Linked DNA regions of Anas platyrhynchos: region 2 is linked to region 1. Evidence: chromatin contacts called from public Hi-C data. All regions are on one chromosome and are shown on one strand. The core of a region is the stretch at or near the end of the contact, and the rest is flanking DNA. Distances in the headings are between cores, read along the strand shown. Region 1 overlaps LOC110353853 (a long non-coding RNA gene). Region 2 has its middle 26 kb from the start of PMP22.

Region 1 (6,906 bases), core at 2,576-5,075:
GGTGGCTGTTCTGAGGGGTTTGGGGGCACTGGGAGATGGTGTGACAGGGGCAGAGCTTGTGAGGGCCTGGAATGAGCGAGTGGCTGTCCTGTGTGGCTTTCCCTTGGCAGAAGGGCACATGGATGCTTACAATAATATAATAATAAGATGGAAAGAGTGTACATCTGGACCTTGCTGCAGCACATGAGGATGGGGGAACAGAGCTGGGGTCTCCCCTAAGTGCTCTCTGTGCAGGAGGCCAAACGTGAGGCTGTGAAGAGTGCATCCACACCAGAGACCAGAACCACGAGGAAGCTTTGGGCACAGCTGAGAGCTGGGGCTGCAGAGCACCACGAGTAGGTGAAGACTTCCAGCAGGACAGGGGCATCTTCCAGTGGTATGGGGCATTTGTGGCTAAGGTGAGGACAAGGGGGTGCAGGCGCAAGGTGCTGTTCTGGGGCCTCTCTTTGGGCGTGCCAGGGGCCCTCCAGGAGGCACTTTACCTCTGACTTGTCTGTGAGGGCAGTGCAAAGATCACTTCAGAGCTTTGCTTCTTTGAATCCAATCTGCTACTGGCTGTTTCTCATTCAGGTATTTCACAGTCAAAACTCATAGCGTTGCACTCTGCTTCTACTAATTTGATGCCAGTCAAGATGTGCAGAAGGTCTTCAAGGTGACGGTCCTCTGCAGGTATCTCCTCATGGCTACAGGGAACACCTCAGGGAAACACACCCAGGGATGTGCTCCCTGCCCTGCATAGGATGGACAGCCTGAAGAACCTGTGTTGAGGGAAATAAGGCAGGAAAAAGCTAGGAAAGAGCCACATGGCTATCTTCACGTTACAGATGGGGAAATGACCCAAGCTGAACACTGCATTGTGCTTACTCTGCCTCCTGGGTGCTTGCTAAATATCATGGTTATTAGTGGTAACTAGATAGTGGTAGCTAGATCACCTTCACTACTCCTAATAACAATTTAAGCTCCCATGGCACTTTATAGGAACAGTATTGTGGGTGCCTCATTCTCCTTCTTCCTTATGGACCAGATAGTTTGAACTGTTTCTCCCATATTGCTTCGCAGTCTCTTGGTAAGGGAAGCATCGTGACCAAAATGCATTGTAAGGCATGAGGTATGACCACAGAAATTTGTCCAAACATAGCAGACGCATGAATGTTTCCTTTTGTGAAATTGCATAGTAGCATTTCAAAAGAGAAATCTTTGGGCTTTTGGATGAAAAATGAGTTTATTTTTAGTTGGGAGCATTCAGTGTCTTAAAGGAAGTACTTAAAACAAAACCCTGCATTTTCTTACTAGACATTTGTTGTTGTCCAGAAGCCCAGTTTTCTGGGAAACAGAACTTTTTGGATGGTCCTAATTATTCTATTGCAGTTTCAAAGGGGGTGACATGAGCATGTACTGGAAAAGCAACAGCTCTCAGAAAAGACAATAAGTGATCAAGTCTCCCACAGGAGACAATTTGGGTAATGTAATCTGCTCAAACAACCAGTTCTTTCAACTTGTGAGAAAATTTCTATTGAGCTCGAACAGGTCAATAACATTTTCCCCCATTTGGAGAGGAATAGAGAAATTAACATTATTATTTTTTTGCCAGCATTTTTGTTATTTAACAGCCTTTTAGAAACCCATTTCCTATGCTATTTTAAGCTGCAGGCACAGTCAGGAGACCACATCTAAGAGTGACGATTTAAATCTCTAGACAGCTCAGGAGATAAGTCAAAACAAATTTCAGGATGTTCCTCTAAAGAGCTGTTTCCACTTAAGCAAGTCCCGTTGGGAGCCTGGTTAAAGAATCACCTAATCCACTACACATTTTATACATTTAAACAGGTCCATTTGAAAGAAAGTTTTGTGAAAATTTCTGTGCTGTGCATACGTAATGAATGCCATTGGAGGAGGCTGAAAATTGCTGCTGTTTTTTAGCTCTTCACTTTGTTGATGTTGATAACTTTATGGTATCTTGATTTTATTTTATTTTTACTGCCATCCTCAAGGCTACTGCACCATGCAGAGCTCTTCCTTTACTCCCCAAAAATGTAATAAATGCAGCAAGGCTGCTTGATGTAAGAAAAATGCTATGCAGAGGTGAAGTAAAAAGAATATATTATAATACAGGGTAAAAGAAAACGGGAGAGGTAAGATAGGCATGTAATTTGAAAGATCTATGCATTCTTTTTACAAGAAGGTGATCTGGGGAAGGGGAAAACATGATCAACCCCTGCAGATAGTTGTGGTGGTTTCTGTTGCAGAGGTATTAGGTGTAGAGACCTCACCTCCCTCAGCCCAGGAAGATGAAAAGCTTCATCTTCTAGGGTCTGAGCATGAGGCAGTGTGTTGCAGTCCCTAGCCCAGCATCCGTCCCTCTGGGATCCCAGGCCCGCGTTGGTGTGGAGCAGGTGTGTCTGCATCTGGTGTCCAGAGCAGGGCAATGATTTCAGAGGTTTATCAAGCATGAAATGTCTTCTTGCACACTGGTCCTGAACCCATCCATATCCTGCCTTCAGGAATGACATGAGCATCATTACTTTAATTCTCTCACCAAGGAAGCATGTTCTCATGTACCAGAGGGAAGCGCTGGCTGCTCACCACCTGGTAGGCATTGTGAACTGGGAGAACCAGGACTCACACAGCAGTCAGGATGTGCCACCAGTGTATATTTATACACCAGTGATCTACTGGCAACTACTGAAGGGCAATATACTAACAACCTACAAATACTTTGAAGAACTGTATTAAAGGCGTCAGAGCCAAGCTCTTCATCTCTTGGTGATGGGAAATGATATGACAAGGGGTAATACCACAAAGTGATGCTTCCAAATGTCATTTGAATGGGTGTTTGGAAATAATTGTTCACTGGGTAGTACAGGTTGAAATAGAAGAGTGAGCTATCCAGCCTTGGAGATGTGACTGAACCGGGTGTGCGGTGTTAGGCTTGCTTTGAACTAGAAACCTCTCCAGACATCCCTTCCAACCAAGTTCTCTTTTTGGTTCTGCAGTGACAGACTTTCACCATCTTAGGCTGAAAGTTTCAAGGTGCAGAAGGGATGCCACCTACATTTTATTTCTTCCGTCTCAGTTCTCAAAATATTGACACCTCATCAGAGAAAATGTCAGGAACAACACTCTGCTTCGTGACTGCAATCCTTTCCAGTCACAGTCAAATAACATAGGCTAGGAGCTACAAAAATTACTTTTGTCAAAAGCAGCATAATGGTATCTTTTATTTTCAAGTACTAAAGCACATCAGTAAAAATAAGAAAGCAGCCATTGTCACATTGATCAGAAGTGATCTGCAGAGCATGGAGTGAAATCTGTTGAGTAGAATCTGCCAAACTAATGTAATATCTGGAATAAAGGGCCTTGTATGTGTGTCCTGAAAACTTGCTGTGATAATATTTTGTCCTGGATTTAATGAGAGGCACACAGGACTTGTTTGTTTGCTGCCTAAACTTCTTAGCCTGCACCCTCTTTCCAACCCCATCACTGGAGAACAGTTGTAGGAGACTTGATGGATTCTGATCTTAACCCTAGACTTCTTTTTGACCTTAGACACACTTTGTAGCTTTTCTACCACAGCTGGTTTGTCTCCTAAGTCAGTGATACTCATGTGGCCAGCAGTCAGTTCTGGTGTACCAGTGCACTAGCTGTGAGGTTTTGTTGTTAGCAGTGTGTTGTTTTTTTTTTTTTTGTTGTTGTTGTTGTTAAAGATTTTGCACTTGCAGAAGCAAAAGTAGGCTAAATGCTCTATTTCTGTATTGGCTGCTTATGTTCTCCCTTTCACATCCTTTAATAGAATTTGAAGCTGAAGAAAGCTCTGTGGTCATCTAGTTTGACCTTGTTTATAACACAACAAGATCTTTGTTATTGATTCCTGCATCAGACCCTGACTTGTGGTTAGACTAAAGGCGGTATTTTACAGATAATTTATTAAAAGTACTGTAATGCCTTGAGTGTTAACTCCATCCCATGGCTCCAGTGCTGCAGTTAGATAACTCACTCTTAACAAAGGGTCTTGCATGTACAAACATTGTTTCATGTCTAATACACCAGATGGCTTTCTATCAGCTTCCAACGGTTTCAAGGGTAGTTAAATTTTGGCTGTAAGTCCTGTTGTTTGCTTTTGTCCCTCTCATCTGCTGCAGAATTCCCAATAGTATCCACAGAGGTAATAAGGTTAGAAATGAGCTTCATGTGAGTGAACTGGGAAACGTGCTCTAAAAGGCTGAGACCCTTCTCACATCCGTGTTTCTGCTCAGGAGGCAGCACAAGTGTCTGCACCAGGGCTCTGATGCTTTTCAGCTTCTTCAAGTGAGGCGCTAAGAAAAAAGAACAGACTGAAATATTTCGTGGCCTTTTTGTCATTTGTTTTCTTATCAGACCAGCTGCTAAGAAGAAAACACCCCACACCCCATCCCATCATGATTTAACAAAGAAAAAACAAATCAGCCTTCCCCGCATGGGTTTACCCAGGATGTTGATGCCAGGGGTGTGCAAGCCTGATCACATTTCTAAGAGGGAATTATCCCAGATTAGGGAGAAGGCAATGGTGGCGTTTGCCCTTCCTAGGGACATGTGGCCCCCCGTCAAGGCCCAGGCACTCCCAGCAGACCAGGCAGCTGCTCTGTGCTGTCCTCAGACTGGCTGGCGGCCAGGCAGCGTCCTGGGGCAACGCAGCACGAGGCACCTGCTCCAAACCCTGCTGGAACAGCAGGGAAGGGAGCAGCTAGATGGGCCCCTGTAATCCTAGGTGCTGCCCTGCCTGCTCCCAATCAGATACCCTTACTGGAAGTAAAACAAAGTGCCCCAGAGCGCGGCTGCACTGAAGAGTCTGATTGCAAAGTGCTACGGCTGTGGATCCACATCCTTCCACCTCTGGCATCGACCCCAAATGCTGGGATTGGGGGGTGCTGGCTATGGCTTGCTTTGCAAGCTGCTTTCAGGGAGGATTGGTGGCCCCAGCACTTCTCTGGGGAGATCTTGGATGTTTGGGAGTGTGTGAAAAGGTGGATGTGGTCCCTACAAACCAAGGTTTTGAGTGGCTCAGAGAGTCCCCTTGCATAGCTCTCAGGGTATGGTGTTAGGGTTGGTTGATTTCTTGCTTGCCCCAAAGGAAGAAATCCCAGGCAAGGCTTGTGTTCAGTGAGAGAGCTCAGAAGAAATTCTTGCCAAACAAATAGTATTTGTTCAAATAAAGATTTGATTGTGTATCAGTTCAGGTAAACCAATGCAGGCTGCTTGGTGTGGAGAAGCAGCCTCTGTTAGCTCACACAAGGCTCGTTTCCATTTTCCTTGCTGCATTGAATATGCAGGCACAAAGCCCAGGGATGCAGGGAATTAACACACACAGTTACCCTTGCTGGAAAGAGACCCTTTTCCAGCTTCTCCTGGTGGAGATTCTCGGGGAAGGTTAATCCAAATTAGCCACAGCTGCAGGTTGGGTGGAACCCATCTCATGCCTGCCAAAATAGATGGTGAGAATGCAAGCTGCTCATGCAATTCAAGTAGCTTGTTTTAGAGCAAGAGTCTTAAAGTGTAGAGGGTTGACTGGATTGCCAGCTACTTCAGCTAGATCAGTGTGGAAGAGCAGTTAGGAAGAACAGTCCCTTGCTTGGTTTAGAGCTGCTTTTGTGACAGGCACATCTCACCTCGTTGGGGTTGGGAAGCCCAAAGCCTTCTTTTGGAAGTGCCCTGTTCATCCAAAGGAATGGGCAGGGCTTTCTTTATATCCCCATTGCTGGGAGCATTATCATCATTCCTGGTTCAACACCTTCCCAGCTCGGTCGTTCAATATGCTCTCATGAACGGGCCAAGCAGCTCCCCGGGGAATATCAGGATTCTATTAACCCAAACTCAAAAGAAAAAAATAGGTTTTTGTTTGACCAGGCTCTTTGCTAAAAAATAAAAATAATTATATTTAAAAAAAAGTCAACATGCTTCTAATACTGCTGCTGAGTTTTGATGTTATTGTGATATTTCATTTCTGTATAGTCAAAACATTTTTGATATAGTTTTGTTTTCTTTTTAATTGGATTTCATTGTTCATGTGTACTTTGATTGCTGTGATATCAAAGTCCCGACAAGGCATTTTAAGTTTGAGAGCAAAACGCTTTGGTGATTTCCTATCAAAAAATTAAGTGAATTTACACTTGTAAGGTGGCTTAATTTCATTAAATCAGCCCTCTCCTAGAAGAATAAAGCATCTCTAGGATAATCTTTCAAGCAGCCCTAGTGAAAGTGCCTGGTGCAAAGCCCTGTCAAATATTGAAAGCAGACAAAAAATGTGGAGAGCACTCCTTGTGTCGGCAATCTCTAGCTTAGCTGCAGGCATCGCGGGTGTCAGTTGTTACAACAGCAAGGAAAACCATTTCAGACAGAGGTCTGGTGGTGCAGCCTGACTATGTCACTTGAAATAAAAAGGGAACCTTTGCAATATGAATGCAACTGATTGGCCTGTACAACTTCTGAAGTCTTTCACTAAAGAAATGTGTTTTAAGTATGGGTTTTGGTATACGAAGAAAAGGTAGCCTCAAGGTTTTCATCATATCGTCTTGGGTGATTAAGCACGACATTCTTCCTTGCTGTTTAGTATCATCAGTTACCAAACTCAAGCAGAAAGTGCATAGAAATGGTCTCTTCCCTCCCCCCATATGGCTAAGGGAGCCTTTGATCTTAAAGATAGAAGTGGTAATTGACTTCATTTAAAGATTAACTGAATGTAATGCCTTCTGCAAAGAAAAAAGTTATTAAGAAAGTTGTCAATCAAAGCACTGAAGCCTTTTTTAATACATTCTGAAAGTGTTTTAATTTTAATACCCCAAAGGCCAAAGGAAATTTTCAACCTGAAATTAGAGATTAGCAATTTTCAATTTCTCTCCCATCTCTTACTTTTCATCTTCCATCTTCTGGTGG
Region 2 (6,906 bases), core at 3,162-5,661, 71 kb before region 1:
GCATCAGCACAGGGGGTGGAACGTTTTGGGGGATGTGTGAGGTCCATTTCCAGAGGGGATGCACCCTCCCAAAACCCGGTGCTGAGCTGTCTCTGGGTGACCTGCACACGCGATGTCCCTGCCTCTGCCAGTACTGGGCTGCTCTGCCTGGAAAAATCAAGTGGTCCCACAATGAGGCTTAATCCTGGGCAAAAGGAGGAGCCAATAAATCTCTGTGAATGTAAACGATGTCGTCTTTAACCGAGGCCGTGTAGCGTGTGGAGCTCTTACCGGGAGGGTGGGCAGCTCCCTGCTGTAAGGTCAGCCTGGGTTATCTGGTGCCTGCGGGCTGGCTCAGCAGCTTTATAGCCCTTCCCATGTCCCACCAGCCCTGTAATGTCAGACATGGTGCCAGAACTGGAAAACCTGGGTTTGTACCTAGGAAAACACAAGGAGAAGCTTTTTAGCTATGAGTCTGAGCAGCGAGAAGGAAATTCTCATTGCTGGGCTGGCAGGAGGAATTGCAGGCTGTCCCTGCAAAAAAATGAGAATAAGGAGTGACATTGTCCCTTGGAGGCTGCTGCTGGGATGTCAGAGCGTGCCCTGCACCAGCACAAGTTTGGGAGCATTTGTTCCTGAGGTGGCTTTCCTGGGGCTCGTACCCGTGTTTGGGTGCTGGGTGCTGCCCTGCTAACACCCCCAGCTGCCTTGCCTTTGGCTCTGGAGCTGCTTTGCCACCCTGGTGGGCACTGGGGTTGCGGGTGGGGATTTAGGAGCTCCAGGCTGGCCTCTCCACCTCATTTCTGCCTGGTGGCATCCCCTGGGCTCACCCAGCCCAGCAGACCTGGCAGCAGGGCCGAGCACACGTGGAAACCAGACAGGGAAACACGTTGGTGACGATGGCAAACCGTGGCAGAGCAGGGAGCTCAGCCAGGACCCTCCCTCTCCCTCGATCTTTGTTTTATGGGCTTATAAATAACAGATAGGGTGGGCAGGGGGTGAGGCAGGAGCATCGATGGCTTGCCTGGCGTGGCACCACTTCCCCACTGCACAGCTGTTTGGGGCACCCCAGCACCCTCAGTCCCATGCCAGGGGCTGGGGCCGGGTGTCCCCCACCTGCTGTCCCCAGGGGGTGGCCGGGTCCCAGCAGTGCCCTCCAAAAAGCAGGCAGGGCAGCGGAGCTGGTGGGGAGAAAGCTGGGCGGAGGGAGGGGAGCCCTTAAATATTCCAATCGCTCTATCTTCTGGGAGATAATACTTTTAATTTTCGTCACACAAAGAATATGTCCTGAACCAGAAGGGGTTTGCCTAATTCATCATGCTTGCTTTCCACACAATAACGGGGCTGACAAGCATCACATTTTAAAATGAGAGAAGTGGACATAATTAATGCTCATGAATTGCAAACGCTTCTTTATTAAAGGGCTTTCGCTTGCCCCTGGACCATCTGCTTCATATCACTGGGCAGGGGTCCTGAGGCTATAATAACTTGCAGCTTTAATAATTTTACCTCTTAATTAAAGCTCATCTCCAAGTGCAGGAGCACAGACATGTTCCGGGCCCAGATTCGATTTGAACGGAGGAAACCTTGAGGGATGGATAATAGAATTTGCATCCTCGCCTTTGAAGCATCCCTCGGATGAGGGCCGTGGCCCCGTGTGAGACCTGTATGTGCTGGTGCTGGCTCTGCCTGGGGGGCTGCGTGTGCCCCCTGACTGGGAGGACTGGGGGGGCCATAGGAGGTGGGCTCTGCCCCTCTGTGAGTGCCTTGCATGGCTCCAATGGGGCCGCGCTGGAGGAAGGAGCAAAGGGACATCGGGTCCCTGCTTGGGGAAGGGGAAGGAGGGAGCAGAGAGGCCATAAAGGCTCAAACTTCATCTGCACCTTTCCATCAGTCCCTCCCCAAAAGCCAGTGTGGTTTCTCTCTAGGGGCTTCATCTCTGCCAGTGCCTTCCAGAAAGTCACTCTGGTTTCTGCCCAGGGATGGGAAGTCTGAGCTCTGGGCCTCTGTGATGGCCATGGCAGTGTTTTGGAGAGGCAAGGCTAAGACATCAGGCGGGTTTCTGCCTAAGCAGTAGGAGAGATGATGGCAATTTTACCTGCAGGAGGGTCCCCAGCCCCCAAACCCTGGTGCTGGGTTAAATAAAGCCCAGGACCCTGCAGGGCAGCAGGTCCCGGGCTCTGTCTGGTGCCTCTGGAGCCTCAGGGCAGCCGTGCAGCAACCCCTGAGCCCAGCAGGGGCTGCGGCCGAGCCAGCACCACCCGCATCTGCTGTCCCTGCAGATTTGGGATCCCCGGGCACCCCTCGGGGGGCTGCGCTCCATGCAAATGGGGTGAGCTGACAGCGCGTGAAATACGGGGAATTAATGCACACTTCATTGCTGCGAGGCGCGAGGCCGAAGGTCGAGGGCCATTAAGAAAACTAGGTATGAATTAATGCTCCATAATTCACACATCCCAGGCCTTCCTACAGGCAGAGAATTTTATTCTAAAATGTTGTTTTAATTATTTACATGTTAATTGATTGGTATAGAAGTGGATTCACCGCAGGTGTATTAATGAGGAAGCGGTTGGCTTCTGAGTGACGCTTTGTTTGTCCAAAGTGAAAATCAATACGCAACTGAAGAACCAGAAAGACACCTTGATTTTATTTATTTATTTATTTATTTATTTTCTTCCTGGTGGCTGCAATGCCTTGCGTGAGGCAGAGATGCATACAGCAGAGAGGCCTCCTCACCTCCGTCAGCCTTGGAAAGCTGTGTTAAAGGTAGGGGAGATGGAAACTGCTCTGGGTAGCTGCGAACACACAACGTGATTGCAAACAGCTATTGCAAAGCCTCTGCCCCAGTGCTTCCCCCCACTGCAGCTGGGCTGGGGGCTCCAAGGGTCCCTTCTGCCCCCGGCAGCCATACAGATGTCTCCCACACATGGAGCACTGGGTTTCAGCTCCAACATCTGCACGGGACAGCAACAGTCCTGGTGGGGGCTTGGTCCCCGAGAGCTCCCCGGGAATTTTCCTGCTAGCACCGAGCTCTGCTCCCCTCCTGCCACGTCGGGGCTGCGCTCACCTGGGGTGGGATAGGCAGGGCAGGCTCGTGCTGCGCCGTGCAGCTGGTTGAATTTTCTTTACTTTCTTGGAAGCTCAGAGCAAAACAGTTATTTTAGTTGTTGCAACAGTTCCCTTTTGTTTTTGCTTTGCTGACCAAAGCAGATGGTTTTCAAAAACTTCAGGAAAAATCTTCTGGTTTGCATTACAGAAAACAAAACAAACAGCTGCTTTTCTGCAGCCAATGTGTACTTTAAGGAAAATTCTTGCTTTTAATGAAAAATTGGAACAAATGATTAATCATGGCTTTTCTTTTTTCTTATTTTTCTTTTTTTTTTTCTTTCTTTTTTTTTTTTTTTTCCCCTTAAAAAATATTGCATTTCCAATGACATGCCTCCAGGCAAATTCCCATTTTGAGGGGACACACATGGTGCTGCTGCTGGCTCTGTCTGTCAGGCTTCACCCAGGAATTTGGGTTATGTCCGTTTCCACCTGTGATGCTGCAGGTAGCTCTGCTCAGCAGGGAGTGAGCGCTGCACAGGGGAGCAGGGAGCACAGGAGCAGGGATTTGCAGCAGCTGACTTCTCCTGGGCTCCTCGTGGGCTTTTGGAGCCTCATGTACCATGGATGGAGCTGTGTGGGACGGGCTGTCCCCTGAAGTGAGTCTGGGATTGTCTTTGTGAAGCTTAAATCACATTTCAGGAGAAACCCATTGAGCTGTGCTTTGTTCTCTCCCTTGACTGTCTGCAGCCTTTGGTCCCCTGCTGTCCCCAAGCTGGGGACACCACCACGAGCCCAGGAGCTGCAGGGAGGGACACCACCACTGCCACCACCGCTGCAGGCAGCAGTTATCCAAGCTGTCCCCTCTGGGTTGTGTTTTCCAATAACAGGGAGAACTAAAGACGAGTTGTGTGTTTCTGGGAAGCCGCAGTTCTCCAGGAAATGCCCTGTTTTTGGAAGGCAAAGAAAGCTCTGAATGCTGTGATGACCCCAAGTGCAGCGTGCAGAAGAAAGGGGCAAAGGCTGGAGGCTCCATAGGAAGGAAAAAACCCCTGGGAGACTGGGAGAAGAGGGGGAGACATGAATACACCCTGGCAGGTTTATTTCCAACCCGATACAGAATCAGACCCCGAATTCTACAGCACCAGACCTGTGGGAAACATCCACCCAGTGCAGCCCACCCAAATGCTGTGGAGCCAAACTGAGCCCCAGGAAGCCTTCCTAATTTTCCAGAAGGTTTTGGAGCCGTGGGGAGCAGGACAGGCTGAGCAGGATGGGTCTGGCCATGCTGCTGCTGCTTTGCTGTCACACAGTGAGGGCTCGCAGAGCCTGGGCTCTTTGAAGGCAAATCTGCAGCCACGAGAGGGTGCGTTTGTCCTTACAGTTGAGCTCGCAGCACGCATAAAAGGAGTTCAAAGGAATTAGTGGAAGGTCCTCGGAAACGCTGCACAGCCGGGGTCTGTGTGTCCTGAGGAGCTGGGAGGAAATTAAAGACCCCGAGCAGCTCAGACACCTCCTAGCACTCTGCAGAATAAGTCAGGTAATGTGCAAAAAATCACTGCCCAGGACTGGTTTCAGCCCCCTTTAACCCACCTGATTGTAGTGAAACCAAAGGAAAATTCCTTTGACACCAACACTGTGTGTTTTGTACCAGGCTGTTGCAAGAGAGCATCAGTATGGGCAGTATATTCCAGGGGAGAAAAAAAAAAATAAAAAAAGCTTTGAGAGACTTTGTCCACAACAGGCAGGTTGCTGGAAGCTGCCCTGCATCACCCAGGAGAGCCAGGGCCACCCAGGTGCTGAGACCTCAGCCCAGCCTCCTACTCCCTTGCATCTCAGCCCCCCGTCTCCAAGAGGGGAGCAGGGATCTGTCCTGCTCTCCTGTCCCACACACTGGGTACAAATCCAGCTGTGGCACCGTGGAGGAACCGCAGGTGCCTGTAGCAGCCAGGTTCTGGGTCAGGACCCAGCCCCACAGCAGCATGGAAGGGGTCAGCAGGCTGAAGTTAGCCTTTGTCTGCAGCAGGATCATGCCAAAGGTGGGCAGCCTGTCTTTGGGAAAGGGCTGGAGAACAGGCGACTGCAGGAGCAGCGCAGGAGAGGGGAGCAGAGCAGGAACCTTGCTGTACCACTGATGGAGCCACTGGTTTGGATGAAGATGTTCCTCCAAATGGTCAGTGGCTCTGGGTCTCCGGCAAGGGCTCTTCTGAGCAGAAACCAGACTTTTCCTTCTCCTGCAAGAAAGAGAAGGGGAAGAAGTGATGTTGGGAGGATGTGGGACACCCTCCAGGAACAGGCTCCAGCCCAAGACAGCTCCGACATGAAATGGCAATGAGCAGAAAGGGGATGTAGACACGCTTTTGGGGTTGCAGCCACCCAATAAATGCAACTCGGTGTTTGAGGGAAGCAGCCTCTCTGGGGCAGGGAGTGAGAGCTCACCCCCAGCCCTCAGTAAATGAATGTTCCCAGGGTGAAGGCTCAGGGCTTTGGTGGGATCCCAGCAGTGGTGGCAGTGCTGCAGGGCACGCAGCAAGGCTAGGGAGGGTCTGTGCTGGGAAGGTGGCATGGACAGGAGGTGCTTTGTGCAAGAATGGGCAGGGAGAGAAGGAAATGGTTCACCCTCTGATGCTTTCTGAGGAAAACTTCCAGACTAAAAGCAAAATCCCATAATATTGTCTAAAAAAGGAGTATTGCCTTTAGGCACAGATCTCGTAAAGGCTGGGAAAAGGCACCTCTCAAAGGAGCTTTTCAGTGAAAAGCCCTCGAGCCCAACACTTTGGGCACAGGCACAAGTGGAATATTGGCATTGTTGGTCCCACTGGTTCATTGTGCACAGGGCCTGGGTTAGGCATTAAGAGAAGGGAGCTGCAGGGACGTCGAACAGAGGAACTGTAGAAGGTAAATTAATCTTCCCATTTCTCCCCAAATGAGTTATTAATCATTGCTCATTTACATATTCATTAACCATAACACACACCATATTTTTATTAATGTGGCAAAGAAACAATTATAGGTGAAAAATGGCTTGTCTGTTTATTTTATACACCGATCTTGTTCCTCATTTGCATGATTTAAAAAAAATGATCTTTCTTCTTGCCACACCAAAAGGAAAGCGTCTGCTTGAGCCGTGTTCCAGTCAGAGACTACGGAAGGGCTGCTGGAATGAGCAGCAGGGGAGCAACCAGGCTTGGGTGCCTTTTCTTTTTATTTTATATTATTTTTGTGCCAGGAACAAGCTACATCATGTCAATCCTGGGCTGGGGTGAGAGAGAGCAGCCTGGTCCAGGTATTTCAGCCTGGTGGCCCGTGGGTACCTCCTGGCTGTAGGGCTTCAGAGGGTGCTTTGAGAAGGGGCTGCAAAAGAAACCCAAAGCTCTCTCTATGCATTTCCACTCAAGCAAGTGAAAGGTGGGGAGCAGAAATAACAAATGAATATTCAAAGACTAATTTGGAATTGATTATAAAGTGGAACCATCAAATGGTCAATAGTTTCTTTTATTCTTAGGGGCCTGACATGAGGCTTGGGGATATCGTTCCTCAAGCACTTTAATCCAAAGTTCCTTCCCACTTCCTTCCCTGCAATTTTATGAGGAATATTACAGGAATTCAGAAAGTTTTAGTAAACCAGCCATGAGGCACCAGTCCAAAGGGAAAGCCTTGCTTCTCCCATGGCCATTTTTTTGCTCAGGAACATGAAGACAGAGTTCAGCAAAACAATGTTGCAGTGAAAAAAAGAATACATTGCCAATTAAAATCTCTTATTGTGAGTTACTGTGGGTGAACAGTGGGGCTGGGGGTGTTGTCTGGGTGCTGGGTGCCAGGCATCAAACCCAGCTCTGGAAGGGTCCTTCCCGTCCCCATCGCCAGCTCCCTGCTCTGACT

Evidence for each region. Hi-C and Micro-C count contacts between places; a contact is called where the count stands out from the background.
Region 2: a contact with region 1 is called in a Hi-C map of F1 follicle, with 3 times the contacts expected there. The contact joins two enhancer-like sites. A contact is called at or near these places in 2 of 8 Hi-C or Micro-C datasets (F1 follicle and F5 follicle).

The regions. Positions count from the first base shown.
Region 1 is chr19:10,286,155-10,293,060 of IASCAAS_PekinDuck_T2T, reverse strand. All of the region lies in intron 2 of LOC110353853 (a long non-coding RNA gene), which reads left to right. Among named protein-coding and RNA genes, the nearest start is that of PMP22, 98 kb to the left of the region's middle. Within about 2 kb of position 3,825, at least 2 of the 8 cell types and tissues checked have an H3K27ac peak or open chromatin away from gene starts, as enhancers often do. A contact at or near this core is called in F1 follicle, where this site is marked.
Region 2 is chr19:10,357,721-10,364,626 of IASCAAS_PekinDuck_T2T, reverse strand. No RefSeq gene overlaps it. Among named protein-coding and RNA genes, the nearest start is that of PMP22, 26 kb to the left of the region's middle. Within about 2 kb of position 4,411, at least 1 of the 8 cell types and tissues checked has an H3K27ac peak or open chromatin away from gene starts, as enhancers often do. A contact at or near this core is called in F1 follicle, where this site is marked.